Regions from separate parts of the Columba livia genome. Here region 2 is linked to region 1. The links are chromatin contacts, called in public Hi-C maps. All regions are on one chromosome and are shown on one strand. The core of a region is the stretch at or near the end of the contact, and the rest is flanking DNA. Distances in the headings are between cores, read along the strand shown.

Region 1 (7,394 bases), core at 1,722-4,221:
CAGTTTGCAGCAGCCTCACAGGCCTTTACTTTCCAACGTTCATTCCAGGATACGTGTGCACAGCAGGTTGGAGCAGGGACACCCCACTGGCTTCGATGCAGCATAAGGGACTTAAGCATAACATTGTGCTGGACTAACTGCTGTCACATAAACTATCACTACTTCTCTAAGAAAAGGGAGAATATCTACGGTGTGTTTTTTCCACTGAACAAGCCAATTAAGCTTTATGTAATTGCCATTAAGAAACAATCTTGCCTACGAAAAAATCTGCAGACAGATCCAAAAGGACAATCAACAGACTGGAGCTTCTTTTTCTTTTCAGATTTTCCAGTCCTTAGAGAGGAAAGCAGATGTAGCTGAGAAGTTATTTTATTTACTGCTATACTGTTTTATCGAGCATTGAACAAGAACTGTGAAAGGGCATGAATGAGAGTGTGACTCCTGAGGCTGGAAGGGATTCAAACCCTTCTCCAGTGGACTTTGCACATGGAGTCTGTTCCAGTTTGTCTCCAAAAGAAGAGAGTTGGGCAAAAGATCCAAGTCAGAAAATGGGTATAGTTCCAGAACAATGAAGCAGGCAACACAGCCAGATTTAAACACCTTCTAGTGGATTGGAGTCACTCACAACTTTAATGGCAGGAACTCTGAATTTCTCTTTTATAGACAATGCCTACACAACTGAGACCCATTTCTGAACCTATTTCAGAATGTGGTAAAAATATCACACCACATTTTGCTTTCTAAACAACTCCTACAATGAATTTAATATGGCCAAAGTCTATTTGCAGCAGCAAATAGAATACTAGTTGATCCAAGGTTTAGGGCTTTACAGCTTTCTCACCTCCAAGGGAAAGCACATACTGTGGTAATATGATTACAGAACTTCCAGCAGGTAGCACAGCGTTCAGACAAGCACATTATTGGCAGCAGCTGCTCAAACAAATACCCACCTCACTGTGCTCACCATATCCCAGCAATTTAAGGAGTGAGAAATTATGTCAATGAAATCAGCCTTTTCTGGAAACTTGCACAGTGTGCTTCCATTTCAATTCAGCTACTCGCTAAGCGATTAAAGTTGCCAGCTTGACAGACTATTGAGGTTACTTAAATCTATCAAGGTTATTTGATCATTGAAAATATTTTAATAATCTGGATATTACAAAGTTAGCACTTAAATCACTTATCTCCCAAATTACTAGGCATTTCACCAAGTTATCATCCAACCTAAAATAGGTAAAGATTACAGTTGCAAGATGCTAAGATAAGGCTTTTATTATAATTAATCTGACACAATTTAATTATGCATATATATATGTAAGTCCACAGTAGATACAGTCCAACAAAACAGAAGAGAACAAAGTCTAACAAAGCAGAGGCTTAGCAGCTCCTCTCAGGGAGTTTTCTCTAAGGCTGTTTCTATTTGTTTTGCTTGATTTGCTATCTTTTCCATCTTCCTGCATTAGAAAAGATTTATGTTTGTCAGCCAGCTGTCCGAGCATGTAAAGTATTAAAATCTAAATCATATCATGATTATGTGGATAATAACACAATAAAAACTAAATGTACTTTAATAGATTGGAATTTCCAGTAATAATATCAAAACCCTTTCAATACAGTACCACCTACAAGAAAAAGAAAGAGGGACTTCAAAAACACATTGGATTACCTGAAAGGCCATGGGTTAAGTTGGTAAGAAAATAGTTTGATTGCCAGAGCTTTATAAAACAAACAGCTATATGAAAATACTCATTATGAATTTACAGATTATTACATGTTACTAAATTCTAGACATAGCACATTCATTTGCCACTTATTATATCAGCTAGATCTAATTTACAATTGACTTCTAGTCTGGGCTTTATGCATTCTTGCATGAGATGGAACATAAAAAAATAGTAATTTTTTCTTTTTCTGGCAGCATGTTCTGCCATAGACATACAGTAGAAAAACAAATATTTGAAAACTCTTATATTACACATTTGCACATTCCTACTTTGTAATCACAATATATGCATAGTTATATCATTTTTAATCCTTATTTCCAATTCTACACACATAAGTATACTGACATATTCCAATATTATTTGAAATCCTGATCTCAGTTTTGTTGCAGCTTCCTTACTGAACTAATTTTAGATCAGAAAAAGCTGATTATCAGTTATTTCTCACAATAATTGGAATGGAATAATGGAATTTTAAACACCATTATCTTCTGAGATCTTCATATAGGGCCAATATAGTTTGAAGTAAGTCAATATAGTTGCTCATTCATATCAGCTGAAGATCTGGCCCTTACAGAAGCTCTGAAAATTCAGTAGTTCTAAACTTAGGCCTCTTCATTTGTCATGGCCCTCACATATCCTAGCTGCAATGATCCTACTGGACCAACACAACAAGATTTTACACAAAATATTCACATATGCCATTCCTCAACCACATCACCACTGTAGAGATGCAAGAATAATGGCTACAACAGGAAAATGGCAAAAGTTTCATTGACAGTTTCAGTGGCCTGCAAGCTACATAGCTAGATCTGTCACATCATTTGGAAACCTCAGGACAGTCCTGGAAGTACTTTTGATGCTAAGATGAACCTTCAAACTACAACAGGATGAAAAACTCTAATGTAAAGAAAAAAAAAAAAAAATTGAATTAAAAATCTCTCCCTCTTTCTTCTTTTTCCAAGTCTCCAAAATAGGTAATTGGATTAGTTCAGTCAAAACTGAGAATTTCATCAGTTCTTCCAAGTCTTGACCATTTTTTATTATAATTAAGACAAACCCAATTTTCAAAACAATAATATTGTAGAGAAACTGAAGATCAAACAGTCTAGAAGACAGCTTAGCAGAACCATCCTCTTTCAGAAAAAGCCTTTGTTTCTTATGAATTAATATTACCTGAGGGTAAAACATTTGCCACAGAATTCTGTTTGACAGGAATTTTCTATAACACAGTTTTGCCATTGCAGATGAAAACCTGGAATGATAGAAACACAAAAAGAAAATCTTCTAAGATGCCTTCTAAGATACCATGGGGATCATTTTCTTTTTAATTCCTAGGTGATGATATCCTATATGTGTGATTTTTTAATGTAGACACATGTGAATCACTCGAACATTTAGGTCTAAGATCCCTTGTTTATCTAGAAAAAGAACTAGCTGCCAGTTTTGTGTGCCGGTTAGGTATGCTGAATGCATCCAACATTATCAACATTCTTCTGCTTCAGCAAATTACTTTATTAAATTTTCCTGGCAAGAGTTTACTCTGTATGAAAAATGGATGTACCTTATGCACTTCCAAATCGTTAACTGACACGTTCCTTATGTTTCTCTCAAAGATTGCAAAGGGCAAAGATACAGTGTGGATCCTGAGATCGAAAAGCTATCAGAACTTTTCACTAGGCTGTCCTTTTGAGTAAAACACATCACCACAGGTTATTTCAGAGCCTGAGCACATGACTGGTTTGTCAGATGAAGACATAGGGTTGGCCTTTGTGGCTTGGAAAAGGGCAATTCCTCTTTTAGCAACACAGGACAGTCGGTGAATCCTCAACACACTGAAATTTTTTATAAAATACTTTGCAAGTATTTCCAAGTTCCATTTCCATTGGCTAAATTTCACTCAGAGACTCTTTGGGGGCTGTGGTTACTCTTTCAGGGTAAGAGCAATAACAAGATCCACAGAGGCATGCTGATGCACTAATGCAAAAATGCCCACAAGACGTGCCTGTACTTTACTAAACTGAGATGCAGTTTTCTTCTTATGCTATAGACAAAGATAAATTTTAACGTGAAACACTAGTTGAAAGTTTTGAGATTTACATTTCATTTAATCAGAATTTGAAAGCATGTAAACACAAATCTCCTAACTCATTCTGACATTGGCTATAATAAGGAAACTGCACAGTAGCACCTTTAACAATCTTGTCAACGTGATTATCTAAGCTCAGGCTGAAAGGTCAAACCTTGAAAATCGTGTGCAGTCTAATCGGGTAAATCAGTCAGAACAGAAGGTTTTAGCCCAGTCATTTTCACTTAATCATGCATACCCTTGTACATTACACGGACATCCAAAGTAATGACAGCCTAATAGTTCAGAATTCTGACTTTTCTGAGAACTCCAGTTTTAGCATGATTTCTCCTGTGTAGATTATGGTAGGTGTAAAAGCCATAAAGAAAGCAACGTTTGCTGTATTTATTATTTATGATTGGGTAAAAAAAAAATCAACAAAGACAAATTTACATATGCATACAGATGATTGACTTAAGAGTAGATTGACTACAAAGACGTACAAACCGCCTCACACATACAGCAACTAATTTCAGGAACTCAAAATGACAGTTTCCTTTGCTGGACTTTTGAAAAAAAAAAAAAAAAATCTAATTAGTCTGAGATCTAATCAGTTACAAAGTTCCCCAAAAATAGAGCTGATCAGCACTTTGAATTTCCACTTCATGGGAAACAAAGGCATTTCAAAATCTGACCTCATTCCAGTTCAGAACAAATCTAAGTAGTCTCAATATTTCCTATGAAATACAATGAAAGTGTTGTGTTATAATTGATTTTTTAAATGTTTATACTTATTATTTCTATTTTATTCTCTTACAGGTCCATACAATATATGTTATTGGGTTTTGTCAATGTATAATATGATTTATATTATGTAGGTTCTCATATTACAGAATGAAGTGCCAAATAGACCGTTATTCTGGTTTTATATTATTTTCATCTAAAAGAAAAAGCTGTTTCTGCATTGTTTATTTTCTAAATCAGGACCGCCTAACATTTTGAGAACTGTGGCCTGGTAGGGGTTTAGGTGTCCTAAAAATCAAGTTTATCATGTCCTGGAGATGGATAGGCTCAGCAGTAGTTTGCAGAACCAGATGCCCAGCCCAACTGCATCAAAATCATACAGGCCTGAGAAGATTCATCCTTCAGGCCAGACAGTTCACAGGCCAGCAGTTCAGGAACCTTGCTGTAAATCAGATTGGTTTCCATGCTGCAATGAGACAGGGTGATACTTTGATGCAAAATTTATTGTTTTAGTTTCAGTGCCTAACAGCATTATGAAGAAAACAAGCTTTTGATCTCTTTGAATATTCCCTAGACACATTTTTCTTTGAATATCCTCATCTTCATGAAATTATCTGTTAGCATGTCAGATGTTCTTTATTAATCAGTCCTTGCAGTCACAGACAAAGAAAATACTAGAGATACTTCTTGCAGCTGAAATGTGCATGTTTTCATTTATATCGTCAAATGATACAAGCTCTCAGCTTGAGTTCTGCTTAGGCTCTCATGTGGAGCAAACTGACTAGTTCCTCTAAGACCAAGCTTGAGTGCAGTCTAGAGATAATTTTTCCAAGGACTTTAACCTAAGCATAGCACAGACAAGATCACAGCAGGGCTGGCTCTTTCCTCCTTACACAGTTGCAGTTCTCCAATGCTATTTCAATAGACTCCTCAGCACACAGTGCTCTCAAACACATCTCTACCACCCTCATGTATCATGCTTCATGCACACAGTACACAACTCTGGTATCATCTCACAAAAACGTCACTCTGGCAGCCCTGCCACAACCTTACTCAACTGCAGGCATTTTCAGCAGAAAAAGCACAAGCTAAAAATTTACGTCCCCAGAGGGACACCAAATGTAGCCAATGGGATCCAGGGTGAATATTCTTCTATGTGGACCTAGACAGTCCTGTCTAATGCAAACCACCATTAATAACATACTTCACTGTTTTTGGCTTTGGTTTGGGGTTACTTCCAGAGATATCCACCTTTATGCATCTGTCATCACGTTATCTATTCAAAACTTGCATCATCCTTCTCTAATATGAACGAGATTGATTTTGCAGGTACAGATGGAAATGGGAGATGCTCTGTTCTGTCAGATTGAGGAGTTTGAACAGTAGCTTCTGGAGGACTGTAGTCTCTACCGGGAAATAGGGCATTTCTGTGAAAGGCAATGGAAATTCTAACATTAACAGAGAGGAACAGGTCTTGTATAGAAGAGTAAAGGTAGGTTATATTAAATCTCATTAGAATAAGACAGGTTTTTCTAGCTTTTGCTTCAGCGAGAGAGGGGTAGAAAAAGAAGAAGACTCTAGAAATATGAAGGAAATGGAACGTCAAAATGCAGCTATAAAAGCATTCAGGCTGTAAATCCATGCTAAAGCCATTGCTGCTTTGTTTCTGCTGCCCCCAGCTGATCATTCCCACCCGCATCTTTGTTGTAAATCACGTCCACAGCACGGCTTCAGAAAGGGAACCTGAGAGGAAATTGTAGGGAAGAGCAACAACCATTGAAAGGGCTTTCCCACCAAACAATGATCCTGTAAAACTGTGATCTCATAGGATTATCGTAAGAAACTACTTTTTTCAGTTTAGGTGTTGACTGGAGTTCTTGAAATCGTAAAACAAACAAACAAAACAAAAACAACAACAAAAACCACAACCTTCTTGTAAGGAAACAGTTGTGTTTTGGTTTTCTGGGTTTGGTTTGGATTTCTGTTTTTTCTTTCATTCTTTGTCAATAAATAGGGCGATCACCCTGAAGACACAGGATTTCATCCTTTTCCTGACAAGGACAACCTGCATGGACCTGAATTTTTGCTTCAAAATAAAATAATAGCTGACACTGTTTGATGGATCAACTTTTTATTTTCTTGCCTGGGCACATCTGCATATAATATATAAAGAAACTTTAGTTGTCTCACACCATAGTGTGTTTTATGAGTTAGAACCTATACCTAAATGCACTTTAGCTATAAGAGACGACCTTCAACATTTCATTAGTGCAAAAGCAGCTCTGCATCATATTTAATGAATAGCTTTGTTGGTTAAAATTTCCAATATGTTTTGTAAAATAATTTAATGTAGAGCATTATCTGTAAAGATATACCTAAAAAACAAATACAAAACATTCTTTTACAGATAATTAAAAGATAATAAGGGAAGCAGCTCTGTTTTGTGTTTGTTTGTTTGTTTTTTCTAGGTATGTCCATATTATATACATGCTCCTGAGTTTGTCAAGTTCTATGTAGCCACGCCAATAATAGAAGCATAGTATAGATATCTGAACTGAAGATATATTTGCAATTCCAGAACTGGAAAAAAATGATATGACTGTTCTAAGTGCAACACAGACATTATTCACAACCAGATCATATTCATTTTCTGTGAATGAATATTCATTTGGCTGTTAGCAGCCAAGTGGCTAACCAGGAGAGGGTAAATGAAATTCAAAAAGTTACTCTCTCCCCTTGGCACAGATGCCTGAAAGGACTTGGTAAATATAATAATAATTTTATGTTAAAGATGCTAGTCTTTGTAATTTTCCTAGAAGGATCTGAATGGAAACGAATAAAGGAGTATATCCAGCAAGCTG
Region 2 (7,394 bases), core at 3,611-6,110, 76 kb before region 1:
AAGTACCTTTCTTTGTCAGCAAACATGAACAAGCCTGCTCCATTGATGGAGATATCTCTCGTGGCACGTCTTTCCAAATTGACTCATCCTGTGCTTTTAGTAGTCACCAATTTCCTCAAAGCCAAGCTTTTTCAACAATTACATTTAACACTCTTCTGTGCACGTTATAATACTGCAGCGTCTTAGGACTGAATCCTGTTGCATTTAAAATGAGGGAGAAAACATGGGAGAGGACATTCAGCAACAGCAACTCTTCTCTGGGAAAATACTATGCAAAACCCAATCTTACATTAAGACTAACTTATTTTCTGCCACATCCTCACTCAGGACAATATTTCTGACTTTCTTTAATCTGGTTGATACCTACACACCTAAATCCACATTTTGTCCCACTGCCCTGCTCTCTTTCAATGCAGGAAATATATCTGCAAGTTGGGCAGATGCCTGGCTCCAGCTGAAAGCACATCTACCTCTACCAGGTCCCTCCTTCCACTTCGCAATGGTATGGGTGGTGTGGGTGTTGGTTGTGGTCAGCTTTACTTAGATTTAACTTCTAAAAACATTTAAAACAAGCCACATACAATGACAAAGGAACATTACTAGCTGTTATTTTACTCTCTGCTCTCCATGCAAACAAACATTTTTCCTCAAGACACTGTCTTCTGGCCTTCAGCTCTGGGACAGCTGGGAAGCTCCCCGAAGCATACAGAATAGCAATGGAGTAAGATGCTCATTAGAATATACCCCACTGTCCCTTGATCATTTTTCCTCATCAGTGCTCCACAGAGAATAAGAAATATGTCCGCTGTGAGAGTCTAATGCAACACCTGTAAATTAATCCCAGTCCAGAAAAACCTGCTGAGCTAGCTCAGAGGGTATTTATAGCTGAGGCACAGATACCTCAGGGAATTACAGTCTCTAAATCACTACAGTTGTTCAAAAAAAAATCTGAGAAAAGGTTCTTCCTTCTCCTTCTCAAGTATAGTGAGTTCCTTTCATCACAGAATTACAAGTATGAAATTCAGTGTCATATGCACATGGCTGGATGAAATAGCTTCTTGTTTCTGTGGCTGCAGTGCCATGTCCAGAAACCCTAACCATCACTAACTACAGTCATATTCACATGATAAAAATATGGTGGCATTAATAACTTGTGCTGGCATGCCTTCCCAATTGTCAGGGTTTTACATAATTATGGAACTTGGTCTATAGATTTGTTTCAGGGCCTTTTTATATTTGATTATGGCTGCAGGCAGATCACAGTCTGTACAGACACAGTAATTAAGGATCAGTAATTCTGTCCAGCAGCCAATATTCCATACAGTGAGAAGCATCTGATGGGTTTTCAGCTGCTCAGCATTTCAGAGGCTCACTGGAAGTCAGCTATTAGAAAGCTGCTCTGTACAAGGACAGAGCACCATCCTCAAGGGAAAACAGCCAGCAAGCGTTTCCATCTCAGCATCTCGGCAGGAGAAAGCAGTTACCCTGAAGACCTCTCTGGGAAGCAGTTTTACTTCCATAGCTCCACAGATGTACATGGAAAGCGTAGCTCCCATCTGTTAAACCCGGGACAGGCACAGGGAGCCAGCACTTCCCCCACCCCTCCATCTCAAACAAGTGTGCAGCCACCCCGTTCCTTGGGAACAAGCTGGATACACACAGAAAAACAAAGGAGGGTTCTTAAATTTCTGAAGTGCGTGTCATAGAAATAGCAAATAAATAAAACACCATCAATAAAAACATTTTTTTCTGGAATGATTTTACAGAGGTGAGTATTTCAACAGCAAAACAAAATTTGACTGTAGCATTTCCCAAATTTTATTCCCATATGTAACTGCCAAGGTTTCTGTCAACTGGGAAGAAAACACAGCTGAGCTAGAAATAATGGATATTTGCAAATAGCAGGGAGAGAGAACAGTACAACAGCAGCACTGATTATAGCACCAGAAACATCAGTCTTGAGTAGAATTGCAATTTTAACACAATCAGCTAGTTTTGTTGGGTTTTGGTTCCTGTAGGCTTGCTATAGGCCAAATCCTACGATAACATATGTGTGAAGTCCCCCACGGATGATTCTGGCTCATCCTGAGTGCATCCTCCAGCCCTGCACTGTCACAAACCAACACCTCTATATCAATAAGCTCTAAGACCATTTTGGCTGAAAAATTTGTATGGACTTGATTTGAAACACATCAGACTAAAGGAAGAAAAGTGTAAGACTTGAAGAAGAGATATGCAAGAGCTAAACTAACTAACTGGAGGACAGAGGGAAAGGTAGCACTGAACTAGAGCCTCCAGCTCATACACAAGAGTGTCCCCAAAGACACATGTGACACTCAGGTCCCAAACCTCCCACGTTTATAATACCACACCAGGAAAAACAACCTCCTATTGGCTGGAGGATGAGCTATTCACAGACTCGCAGCTTAGTGGCAGGACAGCAGAAGCCAGTTCCTGGCCAGTTCCCAAGCAGAGTCTGTATTAGATACATGGCTTTAAAGATTGCTAGCACAACATTAAAGATTGCTATTAACAATATTATCTGAATATGTTTCAATATGAAACATCTGAATATGTTTCTTAGCAATCAATGCCAAGAATGCCAACACCTTCCAAATCAGGATGTTTCTAAGCGGAGCCTTCATCCATGTCTGATCCAATGGGGAAACTTGCTGTTTACTATAGTACCATGAGCAAGAAGACACAGTTTTAACATTCTTTATTGACTCCCTAAGGTTACACTACAAGGCTCCTGGTGCTTGAAGGCACACTGTGAAGAGAGGAGCTGTTTTTATTCTCATGTTACAAGCAGGGAAGCTGAGCTGAATGAAGATGGGCGAAGGGAGTTGTTGAATGACAGTTCTGAACAGAGATGGACAGTTGCTGAACAGAGATGTTGAACACCTGGCTGCCAGTTCCTCCTGCAAAGCCTTGCTGCTGCTTCCAGGAGGTGGCCCAGGTACCCCCTTGGCTCCAGTGCCCTGAGCCCTCTGCCAGCCCCACCACTGACAAACAAGAACAGAGTGGTGCTTAGTTTTCTTCCAACTACATCTCCCCAGCAATGCTGCTTCAGTCCAGCTTTTGTTATGTAAAATATGATACAGCCCTGGGTATTTCAGAGGGAAGATATCAAATCAAGAAGCCAGTAGGATTTTTGTGGCTGCATTCCAGTTTGCCCATTCTGTGTGTCTTGTAAAATTGCACAAACAGACCCACAAAAACATTATGTTCTTTCTCCATTGTACTTATCCAGGCCCAAACCCAATACTTAAACAACAAAGAGCAATGCAATAACAAATATCATAATCTAGTTTTCAGAGTTTTGGGAGGATCTACGTTAAAAGACGTCTTAGTTCCTCTACCAGGTTATTTTAATAACATTCTCATCACTGTAACGGTCACCTGATGGCTGGGTGAATGGGAGAGCTGCACAGTGGTGAAAAGAGGCAACTCAGCACACAAGAGGAGTAACTCAGAAAATACCACACAGATAACGTGAAGAACAGAAGTGGAGAGCGTGTGAAAGAATGGGTTTTCTGCTAGGGTAAGAGACCTCTGTGGATTACAGAAAAAGTTGTTTGCAGCAGGCAAAAAAAAAGCTCTATGAGGAGTAAAACAAGGGATTGCAAAGGCAAGACTGATGCTGATGCCAGTATAGAAAATACAGGCTGGACAACAAAAAACCACACTGGTCATCCCTTTTGGGTCTCTGCTTTGCCAGATCACACAGCCCAGCAGCCACGGACCCAAAGCAAAACAGAGACCAAACCAACCAGCTCTCTGGGCAGCCTGTCCCTCCCCTCTGCCATCCGTATGGCCATTGCTCACCAGTTCCTCCAGTGAGGGCTTCATCTTGGCTGAGCACAATTAGTCTTTAACTCTTTCCCTGTTGAACATGGGGTATACACTGAATTGTTAGCACAAAGCTACTGCTTGCTTTTAACAGATATCTCTGACTTCTGCATCATGGCCCTTGATCAGATTTTCTCAGATTGCTGTTCCCACAGGTACCCTGCCAGTCTTCACTGAGCTGGGGTGGAGAAGGACCCTGCAGCTCTCAGAGCAATGGTTTTAGAGCCTCAGAGATCAAAAGTCTTGATTTACACGTGCTAGTGCATCTACCCGGGCACAGTAGGTAATGAAAGGAATTGTGGTCCATGGGAATGTAATCTGTTCAGATCAGCTGTATATGTGAAATGTTCCTAGAAACTATGTGCCTGGGACAGACTCATACAAGAAATGGCCTGTTTGGTTTTCATGAAGCCAGGCTGAAAATGTTCTTTGCTTTCTTTCCTCCTGTGCTTTCTGCAGCATGCGGTGGTTCACTTTGTCCAGTCAGCAGGTTTTGTTCTGCACCATCTTTCCCTTCCTGCAGACCTTTTCGGTGCTGCCTTCCCCAGAGCAGCTCTGGTCTGGCCAAGTCTGACACAAGGAGCAGTCAGCCATCTTCAACTGCCATTATGGCCAGCAAAACAGGGCCAAGGCTACTATTTGGAACAGTCGTGCCTGGCCTGCTTTTTCACATCCATGTTGACACACTCCTCCCTCTGTATCTGTCTTTTCTTCTCTCCTCCCTTTGACAATCATTTCCCAGTTCATGCTTCTGCAATCTTCCTGCACTCTCAAGACCTTTCCCAAGGACCTCACCATGCCTTGCACTGTGAAAGGTGCTATCTTCTTTTAGTGCAATGACAGTTCAAAGGGTTGATGCTTTGGAGCTTCCTTGAAAGGTGTTGGATTCTGTTTTCCACTGCAAGGAGAGGTATCTCAAGCACCCTCCCCTTGAAAGGGTCAAATCTTGCTGGCTGTCTGCTCAGGACTGACATGAAATAACCAAGTGGTGTCCCCATAGGCAAAGCCAGCTTGCCCCTTCCCTTGTGTCCTGCTCTCCTGCCCCTTCCCTTGTCTCCTGCTTTTGGCTTTCCCTGGAATTGCTTACTCATGGATCAGCTGTGTCAGGCTTGGCGTTTGTGAGGTTTTTCTTGACTGCTGTTAAATGGAAAATGTAAAGAAACCAAGAAAATGCAGAGGCACAATTAAGACACAGAAGTAATTCATTTGGACTCATTCTTTCAAAATACTTCTGGTTGGTGCTCACAAAAAGAAAAGAAAAAAAAATCCCACCACCACACTATTTTTAGAGCAGTGCTGCAGCTGCATTTTTCTCTCAGTTCTCTTCTGCGAATGGATCCTGTTCGACCAAAGAAATAGATTGAGTGACACCTAGTGGAAATTTAAAGCTTTTCTGTCTCTTATTCTGCGGAGTGAATCATTTTAGGCAATATTTAAATCGACTTTGAACATATTACCGTTCTTGTAGAAAACAACTATATTACCAGATCTCCTGCATTTTATATCTATTTTATTAGTGTATACAAATATTCAGTATAATCACAGACAGGACAATCGACAACAATCCATTTTAAATATATGCAGGTTCTTTGGTTAATGAAGGAGTCCGTACATCCCTCACATTGAGCAGATCAGTAACACACAGCTCTGGGAGCCCCTGAAGTGCTAATAAATAAACATAAATTTATTCTGAAAACTATCAGCCTTCTGGAGTTATTGTTGCTACTAAACAAGAATTATGGATTCCCTTATTAATGACTTATGTGTAAATATTTAAGAACTGAAAAATATTTTTTTCCTAATTTTTTATTTCTAATGGGCTTAGAGAAGTTCATAATATGATATCATGTAGTGTGACTAACAATAAGAATGGGAAGACAATTTTGCTTTGTCATTGGGATTTGTAGATGCTTTAGACTCTTGTCTCAGTGGTCGCTTAATGTTCAGCATCTGTGAAGGGATTTTGCAATGGAAGACAAATGCCAAACATAGCTTAGCTGCCTGCAGAGTTCCCACAGCCTGATGTAGGTACCATCACCCATATGTGCTTGTGACTAATAGAAGCGATTGGTACAATGCTGTGTTTTACAAGCCTTGCTGAGAAATCACTTTACAAGGTCCAGCTGGAAAGGAATTAAACAGAGGGGATTCTCTTGCAGACCAAATCTCTTAAATATAATTCCCTGGTAGTGAGAGGCTCTTGTATCCACTTCCTTAGAACAGCACATCCGTTCTCACAGTACCTTCCTCTGTACTTTCCAAAATAAGTTATCTAAACTGCCAGATCCTGGCCCAGAAAATACATATTTCTCTGCCTTGCTCCTCTGTCTCAAATGAGTGGCGTGTGGGTGTTCAGAGATAATCTTATAGGTACTTTAAATGAGAACTAGCTTATACAGTAAGTAGCTGAGAATAAAACTTGATACTACCAGCACTGCCACTCACACCCAAATCCCAGAGATTTGGCTGTTAGGTTTGATAATGGCTATACAACTTGATCTGAAGTCACCTATACATATACCTAGGTCCTGAGAAGTTATTTGTAAGCCAAGCCTGTTTAAGGCACTGCTACCCAAAAGCTAGTTTTCCTACCTAAAATCCCAGACTAATGACCCCATAAAAGCTTCTGCACTCCAATTACAGAGTGATCAGACTTTACATCTAATTTTGCCTATCAAAATAACTAATCACATTGCATTACAGAATCAGCCTTCATGTTTTCATTCCCATTTGTCAAATACAACTTTAATAAATTCAAAGATTTGTACTGAATCAAATATTAAAAATTCTAATAGTTACTTAAATGAGCATTAATCTCTTCTGACTGACTGTGTTCCTACAAAGGAAAGCAAGGACTTCAGATCATAGCTGTAGATCCTATGTTTGTACTCTGTCTTTCATAACACTTTGCTACTTTCAGTTGGCCTCTAGCTGGATATGGGAAAGTCTTTTTTTTCCACAGAGTTTTCATTTTGGCTTATTTACCATCTCTCATTTTCCTCTGTCCCTACTTTTGGTCTGTGGGAACAGCAGAAACCGCAAAATGTTTTTGATTATCCACTTAATTCCCTCAGGCAGTGTAGTGTCTTTAGTCTAGACTTCAGTGAAACTACATTTATTTGTTGAGCTTTTATTTCTCAATTAAAAAAAAAAAAAAAGAAAAGAAAAAAAGTTGAGAAACTTCCTGTGGCCCCTTGAATAGACTCTTGGCCAGTTTATACGAGAAAATCACTGTCTTGTTTTTCATGTCCATATTTTTCCTTCCTTTCCTGTAACTTTTTTTAAAACACTTCATTTAATACTTCTTTCTTAATTGTCACATTCTCCAGCACTGTTACAAATATTCCAAATGGTTCCTTTTCCATCCTCTCTCTCTCTTCCCATTTTGAATCCTTGCAAATTATTTTTACAAACTTTTGCACTTGTTCTGCAGGGAAGCTGACACACAATTGCAGGAGACTGCTATGACATTATTAGCAATGACTTTGGCCTCGACAGGAAAATGTCACTTCACATTATTCTCTGGATGCACCCAACCAATC

What was found. Hi-C and Micro-C count contacts between places; a contact is called where the count stands out from the background.
Region 2: a Hi-C map of crop shows a contact between it and region 1, with 1.8 times the contacts expected there. The contact joins the enhancer-like site here to the promoter of TRMT9B in region 1. A contact is called at or near these places in 2 of 2 Hi-C or Micro-C datasets (crop and liver).

The regions. Positions count from the first base shown.
Region 1 is chr4:29,910,498-29,917,891 of bColLiv1.pat.W.v2, reverse strand. It overlaps TRMT9B (tRNA methyltransferase 9B (putative)), which reads right to left and starts at 2,971. Exons shown (of 5, transcript XM_065060994.1): 1 at 2,898-2,971.
Region 2 is chr4:29,988,022-29,995,415 of bColLiv1.pat.W.v2, reverse strand. No RefSeq gene overlaps it. Among named protein-coding and RNA genes, the nearest start is that of TRMT9B, 77 kb to the right of the region's middle. Within about 2 kb of position 4,860, at least 3 of the 3 cell types and tissues checked have an H3K27ac peak away from gene starts, as active enhancers do.